Linked DNA regions of Sus scrofa: region 1 is linked to region 2. Evidence: chromatin contacts called from public HiChIP or PLAC-seq data. All regions are on one chromosome and are shown on one strand. Each heading gives the region's core, a stretch centred on a gene start, on an enhancer-like site or on the middle of the called end of the contact. The rest is flanking DNA. Distances are from core to core; before and after follow the strand shown.

Region 1 (4,653 bases), core at 214-2,713, 83 kb after region 2:
CAAGGCAACCTCCCTAACAGCGGACAGATAGTTGACATCTCTCTTATCGTTAATGACCTTCACAAACATCAGTGTGTGAAAGTGTATATGCAGAATGCCATCTCCACAGCGCTGGGTGGAGAAAGGAGTCGCAGGACCTCTGTCCGTTCAGCTCGGCCTCGCAGACTGTCCTATTGCACTGTGAATTGAAGAAGGAAATCCTACTCCTAGGAATGAATTTGCAAATGAGATAATTATGTCCCAAGAAATGTGGGAGACCTAAGCCTTTGTCGGCAGTGTGTCTGAAAGTTTATATCAGACCAGTCAAGGTAGAGCCTTGGAACATTAGCAATGGACGAGACCAGACCTCACAGGCAAGCCAGTTGAGTCATTTTCAGACCCAGCAGCAAATGAGAATCACCTAGAGAGCTTTTCAACTTGACTGATAACTTGGTGCCACTGCCTCTCATTCCTTCAGTTCCATTTAATAAGTCTGCACTGGGACTCAGGCATCTTTTTTTTGGAGGGGGCGCACCTGAGGCATATGGAAGTTCCCAAGCTAGGGGTCCAATTGGAGCAGTAGCTGCTGACCACAGCCACATCAACGCCAGATCCTTAACCTGCTGAGCAAGGCCAGGGATCGAACCTGCATCCTCATGGATGCTAGTCAGGTTCGTTTCTACTGGGCCACGATGGAGACTCCTGGACTCGGGCATCTTTTGCAGCTTATGAAATGATTTTGAATTATGGCCGAAGCTCAGAACCACCAACCTGGCCCAAACCCTTCATTTTATACACTGGAAAATGAGACCAGAGATGTCCTGTTTGTTTACACAGAGGTTTGGCAGCATGTTTGGAAGAGTATCCTGGTCTGCTTACTCCCTGGACAGTGCCATCTGGCTTCCAGCAGGGAGCTCCATTTCTGTAAGGGCGGCAACAGATGTGAGGGAGAGAACACAGGAGTCAGTAAATAAAGCCATTCCCTGAAAACAGCAGTCAGACTCCCATCATCCAGGCCACTCCAAAATGTGAAATAATCTCAGGAGGAAGATGATCAAATATATCAGGCATGTGTGGGCCATTTCAATAATAATGCGTATGGTAAATGAATATGAGAAAAGTGTTTACATTTGACGAGTTCCTATTGATTGATTGATTGTCTTTTTAAGGCCACCATGGCATATGGAAGTTCCCAGGCTAGGGGTTGAATCCAAGCTAGAGTTGCTGGCCTACACCACAGCCACAGCAAGGCCAGATCCCATTGAGCAAGGCCAGGGATCAAACCCACATCCTCACAGATACTAGTCAGGTTTGCTATTGCCGAGCCACGACAGGAACTCAGAAGAGTTTCCTTTTAAAGTACACATCTGTGGGTAAAATATGACATGTTCTAAAGAAACATAAGTAAATAATAGTGTACATAGCATGCAATCTGGCCCAGTCCCTGAAAGTGGGCTCCTGATGTGGAAAACCTAGGTTATGGAGCCCTCTAGTGTTCTGTTGTGGAAGTGTAACTTTTCCTTTGGTTCTTTTGATCATGTTGTTAACTACGTAGCTTAGGTATTTCCTGTTCCCAAGACTGACTCCTATTAAAACAACCTATTTTATATCACACATTGGCAGAAAATTAGTTTCTAAGAGAATTACCAAGGTAATCTCTCAAAGTAATAAGAAATTGATGATTGCATTTGAATGACGGTTTGAGTTCTTTCCGTTATTGGTTATAGACATCCCCCTAGTGGCCTGGGAGAGATTGTGGATGCAAAAAAATAATAACTGAAGGAGGACGTGTTGATCATGAGTGTTGGAATAATTACACTACAGAATCAGGTTTACAACACTGGACCCTGCTGGAAAGACTTTGGAAATAGATGACATCCTGATTATGTAGCCAAGAGAAAGCGAGACACCTTCTCTGAGACTCCATCTCTTTATCTATAATGTGGAAATAACTATGCCTACCTTGTAGGGATGTTCTGAAGAGTAGAGAAAATTGTATAAGTGACAAAGAGTCCTAGGTAGCTCTTTTTATTATTGCAAGAATTATTTCCCACATAGATTTACACTGTAGAATTTTTACAAACTTCATTTGACTTTAACACCAGAACTCTCCTTTATTTAAACCTTGAGGATGTTTGAAATTGAGGTGCTGTTTGCTTTAGACAGATTGTTATTTTCAGTGTATCAGAGTAGCAATTTCCCAAGATTGTTTTTATTTTCTATGAGGATCTCATAGACAGCTAGAAACTTGGAGTAGTTTCTAGAAACATTTCAGATTTAGGATTACCTGAATCTTATTTATGGTATTCACAGTGGTTTCCTGCAGAGCGCTTTAAATATAAACATCAGGGGAGTTCCCGTCATGGCTCAGTGGTTAACGAATCTGATTAGGAACCATGAGGTTGTGGGTTCGATCCCTGGCCTTGCTCAGTGGGTTAACGATCTGGCATTGCCGTGAGCTGTGGTGTAGGTTGCAGATGCGGCTCGGATCCCTTGTTGCTGTGGCTCTGGCGTAGGCCGGCGTCTACAGCTCTGATTAGACCCCTAGCCTGGGAACCTCCATATGCCGTAGGAGCAGCCCTAGAAAAGGCAAAAAGACAAAATATATATATATATATATACACACACACATCAGGGGCTCAGGAGCTATTAGTGCAGGCAATATATTTATAGTCTTTGGCCTTATGACCATGATGTTGAGTGATCATCATGAGTTTTTAATACATGGATTCTCAGATTCTGTACAAGTTAAAACCTATTGAGAATATGGAGCTCTGGGAGAATTCCAACTTTCCTTCCTTTTTGCATTCAAGAGTTATCAGTTTGGGGCATTGTGTCCCAGGAAGAGCTTATATAAAACTGAACTAAAATTTATGATAAAAGTGAAAGTTTAGAGAAAGTTATAGTAGACCCATAGTACAAGATCTACAGAAGAATCTTGCTGACCTTTTGTTTTCCTGAGCATAATTTTGCCCCATCCTAGTTTTGTGCAAGGCTGCAGAATGCTCCGGAAGACCAGTCCCAGATCGTGGGAAGCACTTTCCTACCTGGAGGGCAGGAAAAGAACAAGGGTTGCAGTCGTGAGAGCCCCCCATTGGCATGCAGATTACAGGATCCCTAATTTGTCTTATGTCCTGAAGGACAGACAAAACACCCCTTATCCAGACCCGCTCTCCTCGAGCAGACCTGAGGTTAGATAGATTAAAACCTCTGATGGCCTATAGAGCCTATTAACTAAATGACTGATCAAAGCAAACAAATTCACTAGGGTGGAGTAACTCTTGTACCAAGGCCCCTCTCCTGTCCCCCCAAATCTGTGGCTAAGCACGAAGATGACTGCTCGCTCTCATCAGAGTCCAGTGTGTTTGGCTAGAAAATTAGAGGATGTCTCAGCTCCATGAAAAGACTCAGGGACCTAAGTTCTTTTCATGTTTTAATGCTGTCACCTGCAACCTGTAGGCAGCATAGCCATGGTAGAAGAGAAAGAGCATGGCAGATCACATAAGATGTTTTATGATGAGTTTGGGAGTCACAAACTAACCACACTCCAACCACACTCCTTAGTTTAGAACTCAATCATACTGCAACTTAATTGCAGTAAAGATTGGGAAATACAGCTTTCCTGTGTGCTCAGAAGGAAAATAAACTGTTTGGCAAACATATAGCATTGTCTATGCCACAAAACATTTTTAAAAATTGTTAAGTCTTACAATGATCCCTTTTACTGATACAAGAAGTAGTCCTTGGCTAGATATGTTATTAAGCAGTATATATGAAAGTGTTAATGAGTTAAATGCTTCATGTCAGAGAGGCTTTAAAATTTAAATTTTAAGCGTTCCTTTCGTGGCTCAGCAGTTAACGAACCCGACTAGGATCCATGAGGATTCGGGTTCGATCCCTGGCCTGGCTCAGTGGGTTAAGGATCCAGCATTGCCATGAGCTGTGGTGTAGGTCGCAGACACAGCTTAGATCCTGCATTGCTGTGGCTGTGGCGTAGGCTGGCAGCTGTAGTTCTGATGTGACCCCTACCCTGGGAACTTTCATGCGGCTCACATGGAGCCCTAAAAAGACAACAAACAAACAAAACTAATAAAATTTAAACTTTAAAATTTGCATGGAGTTCCCAGGTGGTTTAGCAGATTAAGGATCTGGTGTAGCCACTGCTGTAGCTCAGGTTGCTGCTGTGGCAAAAGTTCAATCCCTGGTCCTGGAAATTCCGCATTCCACAGACCTGGCCAAAAAAAAGTTGCAAAACGTATCAAAATAGCCTCATAAATAGATTTTGTCATAAGTAGCTTTTTTTAATTATAAAAATTTCTAAAACATTAACACCGGAAAAGCCATTGTTTTTACTAGAGAAAGGTAATCTAGTGAACTGATTCTAGTTTGCAAGAGGTCTGAAAGGAGTTTAATAATCTAAATGTTCATCCAGACTTTTGTCTTGTTTCTTTATAAAGGATCTCAGACAGAAGCGATGCTGCTAAAACACATAAGGCCAATTCCTTGGATAACCGACTAACCAATAGGTACCGGTATCTACTAACTTTGGGAAAGGCTCAAGTACAATCTTTTTTTAATCATTACTTATTTATTTACCATTCTTCAATCCTACTTAATATCCTTCTGTAAATTTCTATCCTCTATTTTTTAAACAAAAAATAGTTCTGGCATTAA
Region 2 (4,404 bases), core at 1,573-4,072:
GAGAGAATAAGTAGAAACATAGCTACAAACCAGATCGAAGAGCCTAACTTTTCCCTAAAACATCCAACTTTATAAAACTGTCATCATGGGAGCTCTATGGCCCATTCTGATAGCTACTGGGTGTGCAGATGGAAAAGACAAGCAGGACTCAGAGGAGAACAACAAATGGTCTGCACTAGCAAGCGGGCAGATTGGGTTTTGAAAATTCTGTCTATACTCAAGAAACTAGAGTTAATATCTTCTATATAGTCATTCTTCCCTTCCTTCTGCTTGTAGAGAGTACCTCCAATAAGAGAGATGCTGTGCTAGACATGATGCAGTCCATACATCTGGGGAGGAGTATCAGCTAATATTGTCCAACAGTTCAAGAACCTCAAGGTTCACTCTCAAAGACCTCAAGGTTAACTATCAAAGAACCATGAGGTTGACTGTCACTGGCACAGAGGTTGAATATTTCAAAGTCTGGAGAGTGTGGTGGGAGGCAGCACCAATGCCTGTGAACAAAGTGGAGAGCCATCCCTGGGAGCTCCAAGTCTTGCCTCTGGATGGAGGATTAAATTGCACCAGCGGCGGAAGTGCCCAGGGAAGTGTGGTGAGTCCCATCCCTTGTTGACCTTCTATCCTTGCAATTTCATTCATGGTATCAACATTCATTGAATTACACACGTAAAAGATGGTCCAGGGCAGCTGAGTGGTGCATGAGACACCACCCTACTTTTTAGGACTGTCCAGTAACTATAATAGAAGATACACAGGGCCATCTGGAAAGATACTATTAGAAATTACAGGGGTTCACAACTCTCCTGGTGAGACTAGAGAAGCTTCAGAGAGGAATCTCTAGAATCTATAACAATGCATGTTTTAACTGGGCACCCCAAATCTCAAACTTGTAGGCACTTTAGGATCTGAACTTTTACCTTTCCATGTAACTAATTTATTTTATAGCCTGTCCTGAAATTTACACTGTGTAGGCTGGGTTCTTTGCCTGCAATAGAACCAGATATATGGAGCCTCTCGAGTACTGAGAACCCATGCAGTAACTGAAGCCCTCATCAGGAAATTTATGAATCAGTACTTCAGATTCCCCTGTCTCTTACAGTAAGAAGAATGAGTAGCCAGATATTTGAGGCATGTCTGATTCTACTGCTGCCACGCAAGTCTGCTCTGTGAAGGAAAAGGAAAGGCAAACCCAAAGTTGCATAGATTATTAGAGAGGAGATTAGAATAAAATATAATAAGAAGACCCATAGTGGAGTTCCCACCATGGCTCAGGGGAAACAAATCTGACTAGCATCCATGAGAATGCGGGTTCAACCCCTAGCCTCGCTCAGTGGGTTAAGGATCTGGCGTTGCCGTGAGCTGTGATGTAGGTCCCAGACATGGCTCAGATCTGGTGTTGCTGTGGCTGTGGTATAGGCCAGCAGCTGCAGCTCTGATTCAACCCCTAGCCTGAGAACCTCCATGTGCCGCAGGTGTGACCCTAAAAAGACAAAAATAAATAAATAGATAGATAAATAAATAAAACCCATGGTGAGATGGCTTCCATTAGACCAAATGCTTTGCTTTTCTATGCATTCATATGAAAAGTATGTATTTCCCAACAAAAATATGAGTACATAGATATGTTTCGTGTATGAATGGCAGCAATGTTTTAGACAGATGGTTGGAGAAACTGTCTCAGACCTAAGTATCACACTTACTCCTTTTTACTGTCAACAAGTTAGGATTAGTCATCTCGCTCTGAAGGACCAAGAATGTGGTTATTTCCCATTGATTCAGCTCAAAGTCCCTAAAACTTTTTCCTCCAAGGAGCCAGGGTGCCATTCAGGGAAGTCCCAACACTGGCTGGCTGAGCTCTGCTTTAGGAAATTAGATATTCTGTCCTTATTCATTACATTATTGCCTAGAGTCCCCAAAGATTCTTTAGTTCCTTTAACATTTGCAAACTATATTTATGGCCACATTTCCATGGTCAATTGAACAGTGGTTGACTTGGAAAAAGCCTCTTGGATGTGATTTCATGGTATACAGTTTTGGGGGTTTTTTTTTTCCAATTTTAAAATGGCTAAGAGAAAAATTATAGGCAGGAAATAATGGAAAATATTATTTGCTGAGGACCTTCAAATCCTCTTTATCTGTAAAGTCTAGGACTCTACATCATGCTTCAAATTAGTTCCTGTTCCTGCCCTCCCCACTCCTAGCCCGATTCTCTTTTGGGAAAGATTTTTTAAAGCATAAGAGCTGAGTGCTTCAGTGTCTGTCACCATTTCATCTGCATTTTCACAAGCATTTTAGCAATTTTCTGAGTCATTTCTCCCTCACCTCCCACAAATAGCGTGGGTTAAATGGAGCTATGGGAATTTTTTTAGAGTAATAATTCTGACTTCGGTCTCTAAAAAGACATTACTTACATTAAAAACACATGTAGACAGCAAATGATCTTTCAGTCCAGCTGCCTATGCATGTCCCATAAGGTCGATGCCAGTGATTAGTGTTTTGGTCTGTTAGCCTTGATCTTTTGTTGTTTTGCAAGCACCGTTAATTCAGAGGATATCGGGGACTGACCTCACGACATCCTATGTGCTGAGTCAGTGTCCTACAACTGTTGTCCCTAAGGCACGGGCAGACTTTGAGCTGCCATCTCACTGCCGTGGGAATGTGTGCCAGTACAAATCCTTGCAGGCTGGTGTGATAGTCTAACTGTTCTTTCCCATTAATGTTCATTTTAATGCGATCAAGAAGATACCCGTTCTCTCCCCCACTCCCCTGCTAAACAATCAAATGCTTTTAAAATCCTGCAAAACAGCTTTTATTTGAAGATTCTGAGCCAGGGACTCGCCTTGCTCCATTACCCAGTGTTTTGACTGTCCCCTAGTGGCTGTTTGGAATCTTAAGAGAATTTGTCTTTTTGTTTCTTTACCATGTCTCACAAAAAAAACCCCTGCATGCTGAGAGTTGTCCTTGAAACTGCAGTGCTTTCCTGTTTGAAAAGAACAAAAGAATAATGATAAATTTGAATCTCTATTTCGCCTTCTCTTTGCGACACTTAGAAAACCCCAGACCTCTGACATGTTACGTCAATTAACCCATGTCTGTGCAGCCTCCATCAGCAAAGGCAATAGTTTAAGAATAGTCATTCTTTGAGGAACAAACTGCTTTTGTCTGTGCCACTCAATTTAAGGGAAAACCACTTCTGGAATCCTATCCAAGTTCTACTTTAAATGATTTCTACGGTCTCTCTAATTATCAGCCAGGATGCTTACTTGTAATCATGGGCTTTCAATAATTTAAATAGGTAGTTTTTCAGCCAACAGTTTTTATTCAAAATGGGACAAAAGCTAAAATAGCATGTTGAATTTCATCCAGACACTGTCTTCTTTCAGGACATGCCAACCAATGCAATAGTTCATTTTCTTATGGCATGTCGGAAGCTTATCTTTACTTTATGAATCTAACTAGCAATCTAACTCAAAGTCTACAATTTATGGATCCATTCGGTTGCTTACCAGAACCAGCAGGCAGGGCATTTTAAGATTTAATTCGGGCTGCTGAATCATCAAACATAACCACACCCAAGCAATGTCACTTTTCGGAGACCTTAAAGATTAGCTTTCATTGTCTGTTTGAATTTCAGCAAAGATTGTCTTGATAGCTACAGTTTTCACCAATGATGATAAAGATCACTTTGAATAAATTTGTCAACATGAATAATATTACTGATTACTGCTTCTGTAAGGACCCCAAAAAGTCTTTTGTCTAAATTTTTTTTTATACTCTTGTGTGCAAAGTGGACCCATTTCTTAATCTCAAAATGAACAGAATCAGACAGAATCCAGATTCCTTAAGAAAAAAAAATCTCTCTTCTTTCAAACTTTCTTTTTTAGCCCAGTAAGTTTTGCCTTCTGGGTCAGCAAAAGAGGTCACTCTGAAAAGTCCCAAAGCTGCAAAATTGCGAAATTGAGAAGCTAGGTTAAAGGTCTTCTGTTTTGTGAAATGTGCTAGATTTTGCCAAGTCCCTGGTTTTGCACTAAAAATGTCTCAGAGAAGGCTTATGTGTTCCTTTGTCGGGGTCTTTGTTGAAAACTCCTCTATGAAGTGGGTAATTGCTATTAGCAAATGCAAACAGAAACAGTTGCCTCCATGCAGCTCGGCAATCTTTTGCCTGTTCCCAGGAAGCACCCTCCTCTTTCTTATTTCTTAAGGTTTTCCCAAGTCTTCATCCTGCTCTTCCAATCTTCCCTGCAGCTCCCTACGTTCACTGTCAGCAGATTACCCTGGCTGTGACCTCGCAGAGGAAGCAATTCCACTTACGATAACACCTTCAAGTTCCTACCACTGAACAGACACACCTACCTTCATAGTTGGGGAGGAGCCTAAGGAGACTCCTCTGGTTTTCCAAGACCC

What was found. HiChIP or PLAC-seq counts read pairs in DNA pulled down with a chosen protein or histone mark.
Region 1: a contact with region 2 is called in an H3K27ac HiChIP or PLAC-seq map of alveolar macrophages. The contact joins two enhancer-like sites. A contact is called at or near these places in 8 of 47 Hi-C or Micro-C datasets (embryonic fibroblasts, epiblast stem cells, fibroblasts and 3 more) and 1 of 2 datasets of contacts at active chromatin or transcription factors (alveolar macrophages).

The regions. Positions count from the first base shown.
Region 1 is chr11:49,678,503-49,683,155 of Sscrofa11.1, forward strand. All of the region lies in intron 4 of SCEL (sciellin), which reads left to right. Among named protein-coding and RNA genes, the nearest start is that of SCEL, 29 kb to the left of the region's middle. Within about 2 kb of position 1,464, at least 4 of the 83 cell types and tissues checked have an H3K27ac peak or open chromatin away from gene starts, as enhancers often do. A contact at or near this core is called in alveolar macrophages, where this site is marked.
Region 2 is chr11:49,594,094-49,598,497 of Sscrofa11.1, forward strand. No RefSeq gene overlaps it. Among named protein-coding and RNA genes, the nearest start is that of SCEL, 55 kb to the right of the region's middle. Within about 2 kb of position 2,823, at least 14 of the 83 cell types and tissues checked have an H3K27ac peak or open chromatin away from gene starts, as enhancers often do. A contact at or near this core is called in alveolar macrophages, where this site is marked.